Regions from separate parts of the Sus scrofa genome. Here region 1 is linked to region 2. Evidence: chromatin contacts called from public Hi-C data. All regions are on one chromosome and are shown on one strand. The core of a region is the stretch at or near the end of the contact, and the rest is flanking DNA. Distances in the headings are between cores, read along the strand shown. Region 1 holds the start of GINM1 (glycoprotein integral membrane protein 1). Region 2 holds the start of LRP11 (low-density lipoprotein receptor-related protein 11).

Evidence for each region. Hi-C and Micro-C count contacts between places; a contact is called where the count stands out from the background.
Region 1: a Hi-C map of skeletal muscle shows a contact between it and region 2, with 2.5 times the contacts expected there. The contact joins the promoter of GINM1 here to the promoter of LRP11 in region 2.

The regions. Positions count from the first base shown.
Region 1 is chr1:16,376,962-16,383,357 of Sscrofa11.1, forward strand. GINM1 (glycoprotein integral membrane protein 1) reads right to left here and starts at 4,936. Exons shown (of 8, transcript XM_021086898.1): 1 at 4,737-4,936. The coding sequence starts at 4,856.
Region 2 is chr1:16,134,949-16,140,566 of Sscrofa11.1, forward strand. LRP11 (low-density lipoprotein receptor-related protein 11) reads left to right here and starts at 4,279. Exons shown (of 7, transcript XM_001928988.5): 1 at 4,279-5,258. The coding sequence starts at 4,625.

The sequences.
Region 1 (6,396 bases), core at 3,686-6,185, 240 kb after region 2:
TGGAAGAGACCATGATAGAAAATTATATATGCATTTTTTTAAAAGAATGTATATATGTATGACCGAGTCACTCCGCTATACAGCATAAGTTAGCACAACATTGCAAATCAACTATAATAGAATAAAAGTTAATGCCTGCAGCTATAGACATTTATTTACAGTGTGTGTAACGTATCAATTGTGTGATGCATATTATATTGATGTAATATACCATCAATTTACTCATTTGTTCCACTATCATTTGAAACATTCAAAATGTTTCCAACTTTATTGTTTTCATACACAAAGGTGCTCCAACTCTTCTTAATTGTGTCCCCTCCCGCCCATGGACAAGGACCTAAACAATCAGTTTTAGTGCCTCTCATTGGTATACTCAAAAGTCCAGTCAAATATTTAAGTTTATTCATGATACACTTCCTACAGAGAAGAAAGTACTATTTTAAGTATTCAGGATCACAGGAACTATAATTTGTCATTTGTAAGTCAAATTCTTTCCTGAGTTTATTCACAGACAGACATTATCCTAGAATAAAAACAAGACTCCTCTTAAATAATTTTTCAGTGGACATTCTTAATTTCAAAAAGAGAAAAATCATTCATAAACATCAAACTAATATACAGGTGTGTTTCTTGGCATGGTGAGCAACCCTAATGCCTTCTATATTTCTAACAAATGAGAGGCTAAGACTGAAGCAATTTTATGAGGTCGACTGATTTCTGGGACAACCTGAGGTCGAGGATTCTAACATGGAAGCCCAGACCATTCATTTAGATGACTTGGAATACTTTTCAATTCCCACAGGAGCCCAGGAAGCATAAAGACTAGTGAGTCTGCAGATCCCAGCCTGGCCTTCGCCTGGCCCACCCTCACCTAGAATGAAGTGTGGGCTAGAACAAACCAACATTCAATATACCACCAAGTTGGTGGTTGTATCATTTTATGCCCAAAGTCCAGCCAAGAATTCATTCCTCTTTTCAAGCTAAAGGATCTGTTAACTATGGACTGTCGTTTTTTTTTTTTTTTTTTTTTTTTTTTTTTTGTCTTTTGTCTTTTTGTTGTTGTTGCTATTTCTTGGGCCGCTCCCTCGGCATATGGAGGTTCCCAAGCTAGGGGTTGAATCGGAGCTGTAGCCACCGGCCTACGTCAGGGCCACAGCAACGCGGGATACGAGCCGCGTCTGCAACCTACACCACAGCTCACGGCAACGCCGGATCATTAACCCACTGAGCAAGGGCAGGGACCGAACCCGCAACCTCATGGTTCCTAGTCGGATTCGTTAACCACTGCGCCACGATGGGAACTCCTGGACTGTCGTTCTTTTAACAGCCCACAGATTAACTCTCAAATGATATGCTCTAAGAAACCTTTTTACAGCTTCTGCCTTTCAGTAGAGAACACACACTATATTGTTAGCAATTGATTACTTACATGGATCACCTGCCCAGGAGAATATGGAATCTGTGACAGACAATTCAGACACTGGTACACTATATTTTCCAGAGAACCAAGTTCAATTAAATTCGTTTGGTCCTGCTGAATGATTTCATATCAGGAGAAACTCTTATCCCTTACTGCCTCCTGACGCAAAGTTCAGAGCCAGGTCATAATTTTTGTTCTTAAGAGCCTCTGACTGAACTGGAAGTTCAGGCTTGTGGGCCAGGGCAGTGTATACTTAACAAGTGAGTGGCAGAACGGAAGTTTCTCTCTGCTCTTTTTTTTTTTTTCCCCTTTTTATAGGGCCACTCCCATGGCAATATGGAGGTTCCCAGGCTAGGGGTCGAATCGGAGCTATAGCTGCTGGCCTATAACACAGCCACAGCAACGCGGGATCTGAGCCACATCTGCGACCTACACCACAGCTCACAGCAATGCCGGATCCTTAACCCACTGATCGAGGCCAGGGATCAAACCCACAACCTCATGGTTCCTAGTCGGGTTCGTTAACCACTGTGCCACATCAGGAACTCCCATCCCTGCTCATTTTCAATTCCCTAATTCCTTCATTCCCAGGATGCCCATCTGGGACAAAATGGCTTTCTAAGGACAAAGGTAATAGATACCCGGTTTAAAATAAGTTAAGTCTAAGGGAAATATAGGAAATAAAGATTTACACGTACAAGAAAATAAGTGTTCTCTGGATATCTCTTTGGTGATCAAGTTTTTTGTGGGTTTTTGTTTGTTTGCTTTTTTAAGGGCTGCACCTGTGGCATATGGAAGTTCCCAGGCTAGGGGTCAAATTGGAGCTGCAGCCACCAGCCTAGGCCACAGCCACAGCAACTCAGGATCTGAGCTGCGTCTGGGACATGGCAACACCAGATCCTTGATCCACTAAGCAAGGCAGGGATCAAACCCATGTCCTCGTGGATACATTTCTGCTGTGCCACAAGGGGAATTCCATCGAGTAATTTTAACATTAGAAGAATGTACTAAAAAACTTGTATGATTTCACAATGTGTGTAAACTAAACTTCTGACTTGACTACACATGTAAACAAAACAGAAAAGTGCTTATAATTCAGTAAATCTGTGTCACTGAAAAGATACAGGGAATATTTTCCTCACTTCAACCAGTTTTTTACACACTTAGATCAGGCTGGATACAGAGATGAACAAGTGAACAGATGTGTAATAAAGTATAGTGATATAAATGGAGTCTAAGTTTTTGATTATTCAACATGGTACCCACTAACAACATGTGGCTATTTACATTTAAGTTAATGAAAACTACATAACGTTCGAAAAACTCAGCTCCTCCATTGCACTGGCCACTTTTCAAACATTCAAAAACCACAACAGTCTAGAGGCTACTGCAAATGGAAAGAGCAGACACATATCATCACTGTACCAAGGTCAACTGGACAGCTCTTATCTACTTAAAAATTTTTTTTCCATTTTTTGGACAGCTATAATCTAATATGGGTGACCACTGTAATTTTTTTTTTTTTTTTTTTTTTTGCCTTTTAGGGCCAAACTCTCAGCATATGGAAGTTCCCAGGCTAGGGGTTGAATCAGAGCTACAGCTGCCAGCCTACACCACAGCCACAGCCACAGGGATATGAGCCTCCTCTGTGACCTACACCACATCTCACAGCAAGTACAGATCGCTGAGCAAGGCCAGGGATCGAACCCGCATCTTTATGGATACTAGTAGGATTTGTTTCTGCTGTGCCACGATGGGAACTCCTGTGAAATTCTTTTCAATGTTCTGCACCTTTGAAAATTTTCACAAACACTAACAAATGTCTAGATCAAGAGGTCTCAGCCTCCCATATACACATTCCCAAGGAATGAGATTCTCCTTCTAGCTGCAGAACATTCATTTAATCTATGAAATTCTGAGTGTAAGTCTGGACTTTCCAAAAGTGCAATAAAGTCACTAGGAGAACTGAAATGAAACTCGCTAAGAACCCACAATGTAGTGTATTTTCAGCTTGCAGTCAAAATGCATTTTTTTTCCATTCAGATTCTAGGGACATTTGTCTTTCACTGTGATGAATGTTTAAAATCTGTTAAAGGGGAAAACTATGTCTCTATTTCCAGAACTTTAGGAAATTACTTCACTTTTATTTGGTCTCACATTCATATTTCTGAACAGCTGCAACAGCAGTGACATATCTCAGATACAAGTGGTTCTTCGAGCTTAGGATGGTGTGGCTTCTTGGAATGTCCCAATAGAACTGAAACCCAGATATACTATTATTATACCCAAGAGGCTGACGAAACTCTAATACACTGAAAGTAAAAAAGGTGGTATTTATGGTGTCCGCCACTCCTGAGTTTTGAGTATTCAAGTCTTGATGAGTAAGAAAAGGTGCACCAATGTCGTATCTTTTCTCTGGGAAAATCGAATTTTAAAGTCCAGACTTTTCCTTACCACACATTCAACTGATGAAAAGGCAAATATTGGTTAAGAACAGCCGGATTCCACATGGCGAGAGCAATGAGAAAGCAGTGAGAAAAAGCAGTAAGAAAGCATGGAGAAAGCAGTGAGAACCAGCCACCCTTCAGTACAAGCACGAAGTGGTTCTCAGACTTTAGCCGGCTTCGGAATCACCTGGAGACCTTGCTGAAACAGATGGCTGGGTCCCCACCCAGCGCTCGGATGAGTCCGTTTCTACCAGGTTCCCAAGGCATGCCTCTAACACCACCCGCCAAAGGGACGGCGTCGGGGTCAGTTTGGCGTCTTCAACCTCTGCCCCTCTCCCGCCCGGGCGACCCGGCTTGCTTGCACCCCGGAGCCCGGCGCGCCGGGGGAAAGCATCCCTTCCCGCCACCCGTGGGAGCAGACAGGTGGCCTGGAAATGCTCTCACGCCCTCTCATTGAGCAACTTCCACATTTCCTCGGCACATAAACACTGCCTTGCCCCAGAGCCTGGCTCTACCCCAAGAAGGCGCCATTACAAAAGGTCGAGATCACTTCTGATCGGCTACTTTGGACAGAAAAACCCCTTCCGGATGGCGACAACTTGGACTGCAGTAACAACCAGTGCGGCTGCGCCGGACTTAACCACACATTAAAGAGCCCCCTTGGCTCTCTCGCGTCGCCTCTCCCCCGCCGTCCCCATCTCCTGGGGCGCCTTTCCCCGCTCCCTCTTTGGAGGCCGGTCCCCGAGGCCAGGCCCGCCCGCCAGAGGTGCAGGGTGTCCATGGGGACGCCGCAGTCCCACATACCCGGCCCGGGATTCCTCCCAGGATCCCGGGGGAGGTACGGCCGAGCCGTGTTCGCCTGGCCCTACCTTTAGGGCTCCGGGAGGCAGCGGCGGCTCAAGGGTCCCCCTGGTTAACCAGCAAGCGGCCGGCAGGGCCGCGAGGAGGAGCAGCTGGAGGGCCAGCGGCGCCCGCGAAGCGCCCTCCATCTTGGACCGGCCGGTGGGGGGCGGCGGGGTCAGCGGGCAACAAGGAGCCGAGGGCAGAGCTGGCCCGAGGGGCGGAGCCTCTCCTGGGGGCGGGGCTTGGAGGGGGTGGGGCGAGAGCCAGGCGGGACCGGAAGACTCCGAGAGCCTCAGAGGTCCGGGGCTGCAGGACCACGATGCAACGTTAGGGGCGGGGTCAAGTCTCAGAAAGTCTGTTTTTGCCCTTAAACCAGCCCTCTGATTTGGAGAGAATTTCCTTAACTGAGTGTAAACATTTTCGTTGCCATTATTTTTGAATTAATGTATACTGTATATGGATATAGCTATGTCTGTGTGTATTTATCCATATCTATAAAGTGAAAATATGGTAATATATGAGAACACTGCTGTAAACATATTAATAAAGGTATATCACGTTTGAGGAGAAATTTTATTAAATAGGTACTTCTCACCTTTGTTTGCTCTTGGTAATTGCCTGAGTACGTTTAAAAATTACTGATTCCGGGAGTTCCCGTCGTGGCTCAGCGGTTAACTCACCCCAACTAGCATCCATGAAGACTTGGTTCCCTCCCTGGCCTCTCTCAGTGGGTTAAAGATCCGGTGTTGCCATGAGCTGCGGTGTAGGTTGCAGACGAAGCAGCTCAGATCTCACATTGCTGTGGCTCTGGCTTAGGCGGCAGCTACAGCTCCCTAGCCTGGGAACCACCATGTGCCTCAGGGGCGGCCCTAAAAAGACACCCCCCAAAAAAAATTGATTCTAGAAGTTCCTGTTATGGCTCAGCGCATTAAGTACCAACTGTTGTCTATGAGAAGATGCAAGTTCCATCCCTAGCCTCCCTCAGTGGGTTAGGGATCCAGTGTAGCCAAAAGCTGGGGGCGGAAAGCATAGGGGGAGGGCGTGGGGTGGATCCAGCAGATGTGGCTTTAGGCCTCAGCTGCAGCTCAGATAGGACCCCTAATCTGGGAACTTCCTTATGCTTCAGGTGAGGCAGAAAAAATAAATAAACAAATAAAAATTACCAATGCTGGTGTCTTTGGGGGCACTGGAGCTTCTGATTTAATGAGTTTGGGCTGCCACTGGGGCATTGGTAGTTTTCAAATTTCCCCAAGTGATTTATTGTGCCAAGGTTGAGGATCATTGGCAACCCAAGGGAACAACACTCTCCACTGGAAGCTGGGCCCCCTGAGCTCTCAGGGCCTTTCTGGTCAGTTTCTTAATCTATAAATTGGAGATGATAGATTTTTTTCTTCCCCCCATCAGATTAAAAAAAAAATTTTTTTTTAATCCACAGAGAACTATACCTAATCACTTGTGATGGAACATGATGGAGGACAATGTAAGAAAGAGAATGTATGTATATGTATAACTGGGTCAGTTTACAGCAGAAATTGACAGAACACTGTAAATCAACTATAATAAAAATTTTGAAAAATTGTTTTATGAAACCCTTTAAAGCAGATGTGAAAATAAATAGGAGAAACTCCATTTAAAATAAAGCCTGAGAGGAGTTCCTGCTGTGGCACAATGGGAGTGGTGGCATCT
Region 2 (5,618 bases), core at 3,029-5,528:
AGCCTCTTCCTACTTTTCCTGTTTTTCAAGGGCACATGGTCAAAATAATCATATTCAAAGCAGCAAATGTGGAATGGTATATTCTGAAACCTTCACACCACACACAAAAATTAATTCAAAATTGATCATATGTATATATGCAAGAGTTAAATTACAAAAGTTTTAGAATACCCAAGGGTAATCTTTGTGAGCTTATTTGGCAAATCTTAAATACACCGTAACAACAACAAATAGACAAATTCAACTTTCTCAAAATTTAAAACATTTGTGGGAGTTTGCATTGTCATGCAGTGGAAATGAATCTGACTAGTATCCATGAGGATGCAGGTTCAATCAATCTCTGGCCTTGATCAGTGGGTCTGGGACCCAGCATTTCGGTGGCTGTGGTATGGCCCACAGCTACAGCTCCAATTCAAACCAATGGAAGCCTGTGAACTTCCATATGCCTTAAGTGTGGCCCTAAAAAGCCAAAAAAAAAAAAAAAAAAAAAAGTGTGCTTCAAAGGACACCATCATCAAGAAAGTAAGAAGACAGCCTACAGAAAAGAAACACTGTCCAATCTCTTAACTGGTAACTGCCCCCCATGTGACATGTGCCCTCACCTGGCCTCCCAGCTTCAAGTCCCTCACTGGTTCCACTGTCCCTGGATTCTATGATCTGTGATCCTGGGAGACGGTGTCCAATGGCTGGGCTCAGGCCAGGTACTCTTTACTGTTCCATCAGCAGTGGACATGGAGTGGGGGTTGGGCACCTGGGAGGTGGGGTGGCCCCCGGCAGGGATGTGGGCAGAGCAGATGCTGTGACAGCAGTGAGGCTGGGAGGAATCTTATGTAATGACCACCGGGCTGGCAGGTGTAGGAGGATTCAGGCCTCAGCTGATTGTACACCTACTAGTCATCTGACCTTCTGATCTTGTGAAGCTGCCTCATTTTTGTGGCACCTTGTTTTTGATATCTGTAAAATTAAAAGGTGGGGCTAGATATGATATTACTATCATTTATTGAGCATCTTCCATGTGTCAGATGCCCTTTTAAGGATTTCACATGCATTATTTTAACTTATTTATTGCCTGTAAAGCATTTAAATCCATTTCTTGGGAGTTCCCGTTGTGGCGCAGTAGTTAACGAATCCGACTAGGAACCATTAGATTGTGGGTTCGATTCCTGGCCTCGCTCAGTGGGTTAACAATCCGGCGTTGCCATGAGCTGTGGTGTAGGTCACAGACGCGGTTCGGATCTGGCGTCACTGTGGCTGTGGTGTAGGCCGGTGGCTACAGCCCCGATTGGACCCCTAGCCTGGGAACCTCTATGTGCCATGGGAGTGGCCCTAGAAAAGGCAAAAAAAAAAAGAATAAATCCATTTCTTGGATGACAGTCTCATTCCAACCTTCAATAAATTGACCTCAGTGTGCAAATCTCAATTTGCTGGACGTTTACCCTGAATGAGCTAAAACAGAGACACATCTCCATCTATTAAGATCGCAGTCCTGACATTTGCATCCTCATAGTAAAATTCTGTCCGTTCACAAGGTTTTGACATTTAGGCTTTCAAATCAAAGATATTTTATACCCAAAAAAAACTGAAAGGAGAAAGAATTAGCATTTGGAGATAAGTGATTTATTTCCTTAATCGTAAATCATTATAAAAAATTCAACTGATATAAAGACTCATGAAGTAAGAAAGTAAACACTCTGCTTCACTGTTCCCATCTCATACCCCGGAAATAACCTCTGCTAACAGTAAAAGAAAAAGAAATCATTAAGTCATTTCATCTTTCTTAAAAAAACTGTGAAGTAAGCAAACCGGGGAAATTTGGTTGGTGCTGGAAGGGCCTGGACGTGATGCCCTGAGCAACGCCGTCCCTCCCCCTCTCCCTCGTCACCCCGCCCCCACCCTGTGGAGTAGATGAGCTGGGTCTCGGTCTGACCCTCCTTTCCTGCCCCTAAGACGAGAGTGAGGTCACAGGTTCATCTACCATTGAGACCATATACATGCAAGTGTTTGCAAACTAGGAAATCACATAATTGTTACTTAATATTATATCATATTATCATATTATACACTTTTTTTTTTTCTCTTTAGGACTGCACCTGCAGCATATGGAAGTTCCCAAGCTAGGGGCTGAATCGGAGCTGCAGCTGCCAGCCTACACCACAGCCACAGCCATGCCAGAGCCAGGGCACATATGGGACCTACACTGCACCTGGTGGCAACACCAGATCTTTAACCCACTGAGCCAGGCCAAGGATCAAACCCGTATCCTCAAGGATGCTAGTCTGGTTTGTAACTTGCTGAGCCACAACAGGAACTCCTATACATGTTTATTTTAATACTAATCATTATAATAATAACTAGCCTTTAGAAGGTTAGAAGATGATATCAGCAAGGGCCATTTTTATCACTTGTGAAAGTTTCTCCTCATACCAAGCCAAGCTTACTCATGCTTTGAGGTCTAAGCAAAAATGAAGGAGTTCCTGCTGTGACGCAGTGGCTTAGGGCTCCATCATTGCCACAGCTGTGGTGTAGGTCGCAGTGGTGGCTCAGAATTCCTTTCCAGCTGGGGAACTTCCATATGTGGCAAGTGTGGCCAAACAAGAAAAGGGGAGTTCCCGTCGTGGCGCAGTGGTTAACGAATCCGACTAGGAACCATGAGGTTGCAGGTTCAATCCGTGCCCTTGCTCAGTGGGTTACGGATCCGGCGTTGCCGTGAGCTGTGGTGTAGGTCGCAGACGCGGCTCGGATCCCGCGTTGCTGTGGCTGTGGCGTAGGCCGGCGGCGAATGGACCCCTAGCCTGGGAACCTCCACATGCCGCAGGAGTGGCCCAAGAAATGGCAAAAAGATCAAAAAAAAAAAAAAAAAAAAAAAAAGGAAAAGAAAAGGAATTTACATGACTTCCAGGACATCTGAAAGTTACTGAATTCAAGTGGGGTAAACACCTCAGAGATGCAAGAAACTGAAGCCCAAGTGCTGCTCCCCAGACATAGCCTTCAGGGCTAAGAGATCCTTTTTTTTTTTTTTTTTTTTTTTTTCAGCCTCAAAAGCACTCAAATACACCCCCGCACATACACAAAAAAAATTTTTAATTTCTCCCTCACAAGAACTACTAGGTTTATTTTTTTCTCTTTTCTTTTTTTCTATTTTTACTTTCACTTTATCTAATTTCGCCTCCTACTCTGTTCTGGACTGAAAGCAATGGGCTCCTAAATGTCAGCTGTGAAAATAAAAATTATGGCAGAGACTGCTGTTTTCCTACCCAGCTATTTATTTTTAGCTTCCTAGAAAATACATTTAATGATGTACCATTCACAACGTTCAAGTTTCTAATAAAAAATTTCTGGGTGTGCTAAAAAGAAAATGTGATTCATTATCAAGAGAAAAATGAGTCAATAGAAAGGAACTCAGAGGGTTAAGAACCCAGCTAGTATGCACGAGGATTGCCAGGTGGATCAGGGGTCTCCCTCAGTGTGTTAAGGATCCATGGATGCTGAATGCTGCCAAGTAGGTCACAAATCGGCTGGGATCTGGTGGTGGTGTGGCTGGGGCTGGGGCTGGGGCATAGGCTGGAAGCTGCAGCTCCAATTCAACCCCTAGCCCTGGAACTTCCATATGCTAACAGGTGCGGCCCTAAAGAGAAAAAGAAAAAAGAAATGGACTCAGAAATAAAGATCACAGGCAGCTAGAACTCCCAGGTGTAAGCCTTCCCTGGGTGGGAGGTTTTCAGACGTCTTTTCATACGTTTTATTAAGTCACAGAAAACACCATTTCTCTAGATCTTACAAGACCTCAGCTGAAGGCCTCTGCACACGCAGTGAGTGACGTCATCATGTCCTCTAATTGACTGTGTTCAGATTTCCACAGGGAATGTGACGGCTATTTGCGTATTTTTCCACAGCACCGCCCGCCATCTGTTCCACAATTAGGCCTGGGGACATAAGGTGGAGGAGACAATCAGAGTGAAGGACCGAAGAGAGTGCCTGATGGTTCCCCAGTCGCTGGAGCGGGCTCTGAGGTCACAAGGATGTGTGGACACCCCCCTTCCTTTCACCCCAAGTGCCCGTACCCCTCTGAGCCGGCAACTGAGCATCTCTGGCTAGTTAATAAAGCCCAGGGTTCTTAGACATGAACCCCGCCCAGATTCAGAGGGCCACAGGCACAAAGTCCCTTTCCGGGGGCGCTCTGCTGCGGAGTTACTTTCGCTTAAACCCAGGGAAACCTCCGGGTGTGGGCGGAGTCCACGCGAGCAAAGGAAGGGGGCGGGAGGGGCGGGCCTGGGCGGGGCTTGGCACGCCCCGCCCCCACGGCCACTGTTCACCTCCCCGGTGCTGATCTTCACCGAGGGCGCCCTGACCGGCGGCGGAGAGGCGCCGGCGCCCCAGAAACCCCCGGAAAGGACGCAGAGCGGTATAGGGCCGAGCCGGCTATGCCTCTCGCTGCTGCCGTGCCCGCGGGCGACCGCGCTCCCGCAACCTCGGGGGCGCAGCGGGGCCCCGGGGAGGCTGCGCTCTGAGGCGCCGGGGCCTAGCGCCCGCCGCGACCTCGCAGGAAGGCCGCAGCCCCGAGCTCGCCCGGCTCCCTCGCGCTCTGCGGCCCCTCCTCGGCTCGCTTCCTCCGCCACCGGCCGCCATGGCCTCTGCCACCCGGGAGAGCACGGGTTCGGGGCGCAAGCGGCCTCCGCGGCGCCCGGCACTGCACGGACTGCTGCTGCTGTGCTTGTGGCTGCCCAGCGGCCGCGCGGCAGCATCGCCCTCCGCGCCGCTCTCCGAGCTGCATGCGCAGCTCTCGGGAGTGGAGCAGCTGCTGGAGGAGTTCCGCCGGCAGCTGCAGCAAGAACGACCGCAGGAGGAGCTGGAGCTGGAGCTGCGCGCGGGCGGCGGCCCCCAGGAAGGCTGCCCGGGCCCGGGCGGCGGCGGCTACAGTGCCATGCCCGACGCCATCATCCGCACCAAGGACTCCATCGCCGCCGGCGCCAGCTTTCTGAGGGCGCCGGCGGCCGTGCGGGACTGGCGGCAGTGCCTGGCCGCCTGCTGCCTCGAGCCGCGCTGTTCCGTGGCGGTGGTGGAGCTGTCCCGGCGGCCCGCGTCCCCGGCCGCCGCGCTCGGCTGCTACCTCTTCAACTGCACGGCGCGCGGCCGAAACGTCTGCAAGTTCGCGCTGCACCGCGGCTACAGCAGTTACAGCCTCAGCCGCGGCTCAGAAGATGAGCAGGAAGGCCTGGAAGCTGGCGCCCCGGCCACCGCCCGGGCTTCCGCTCGGCTGGGTAAGCACGCCACCGGAGGCTGGGGTCACTTGGGTCCTGCTGTCGCGTTCTTGCACCTGTTGGTGGCTGCACTTGGGAGACCCGCCCAGGCAGGACCGCCGGACCCTCCTCAACCGAGTCAGAAATGCAACACCCTCCATCCAAATAAACACACTTAATTGCGGGTATCCAGAAGAGTGGCTTTGATTTCTCAGTCCTCGGGGTGGTTTTTGAGAAATCCCAGTAAATTGAGCAGAAGTAGGCACGGTGGGCTGCTTGAGGAATTCTTCTAAGCTTAAGGAGGAAAGCTAATCTGAGAGGATTCACAGAAACTGGATTTAAAGGAATTGAAGGCGGGGGCGGGGGGGGTATTTTAGTCTC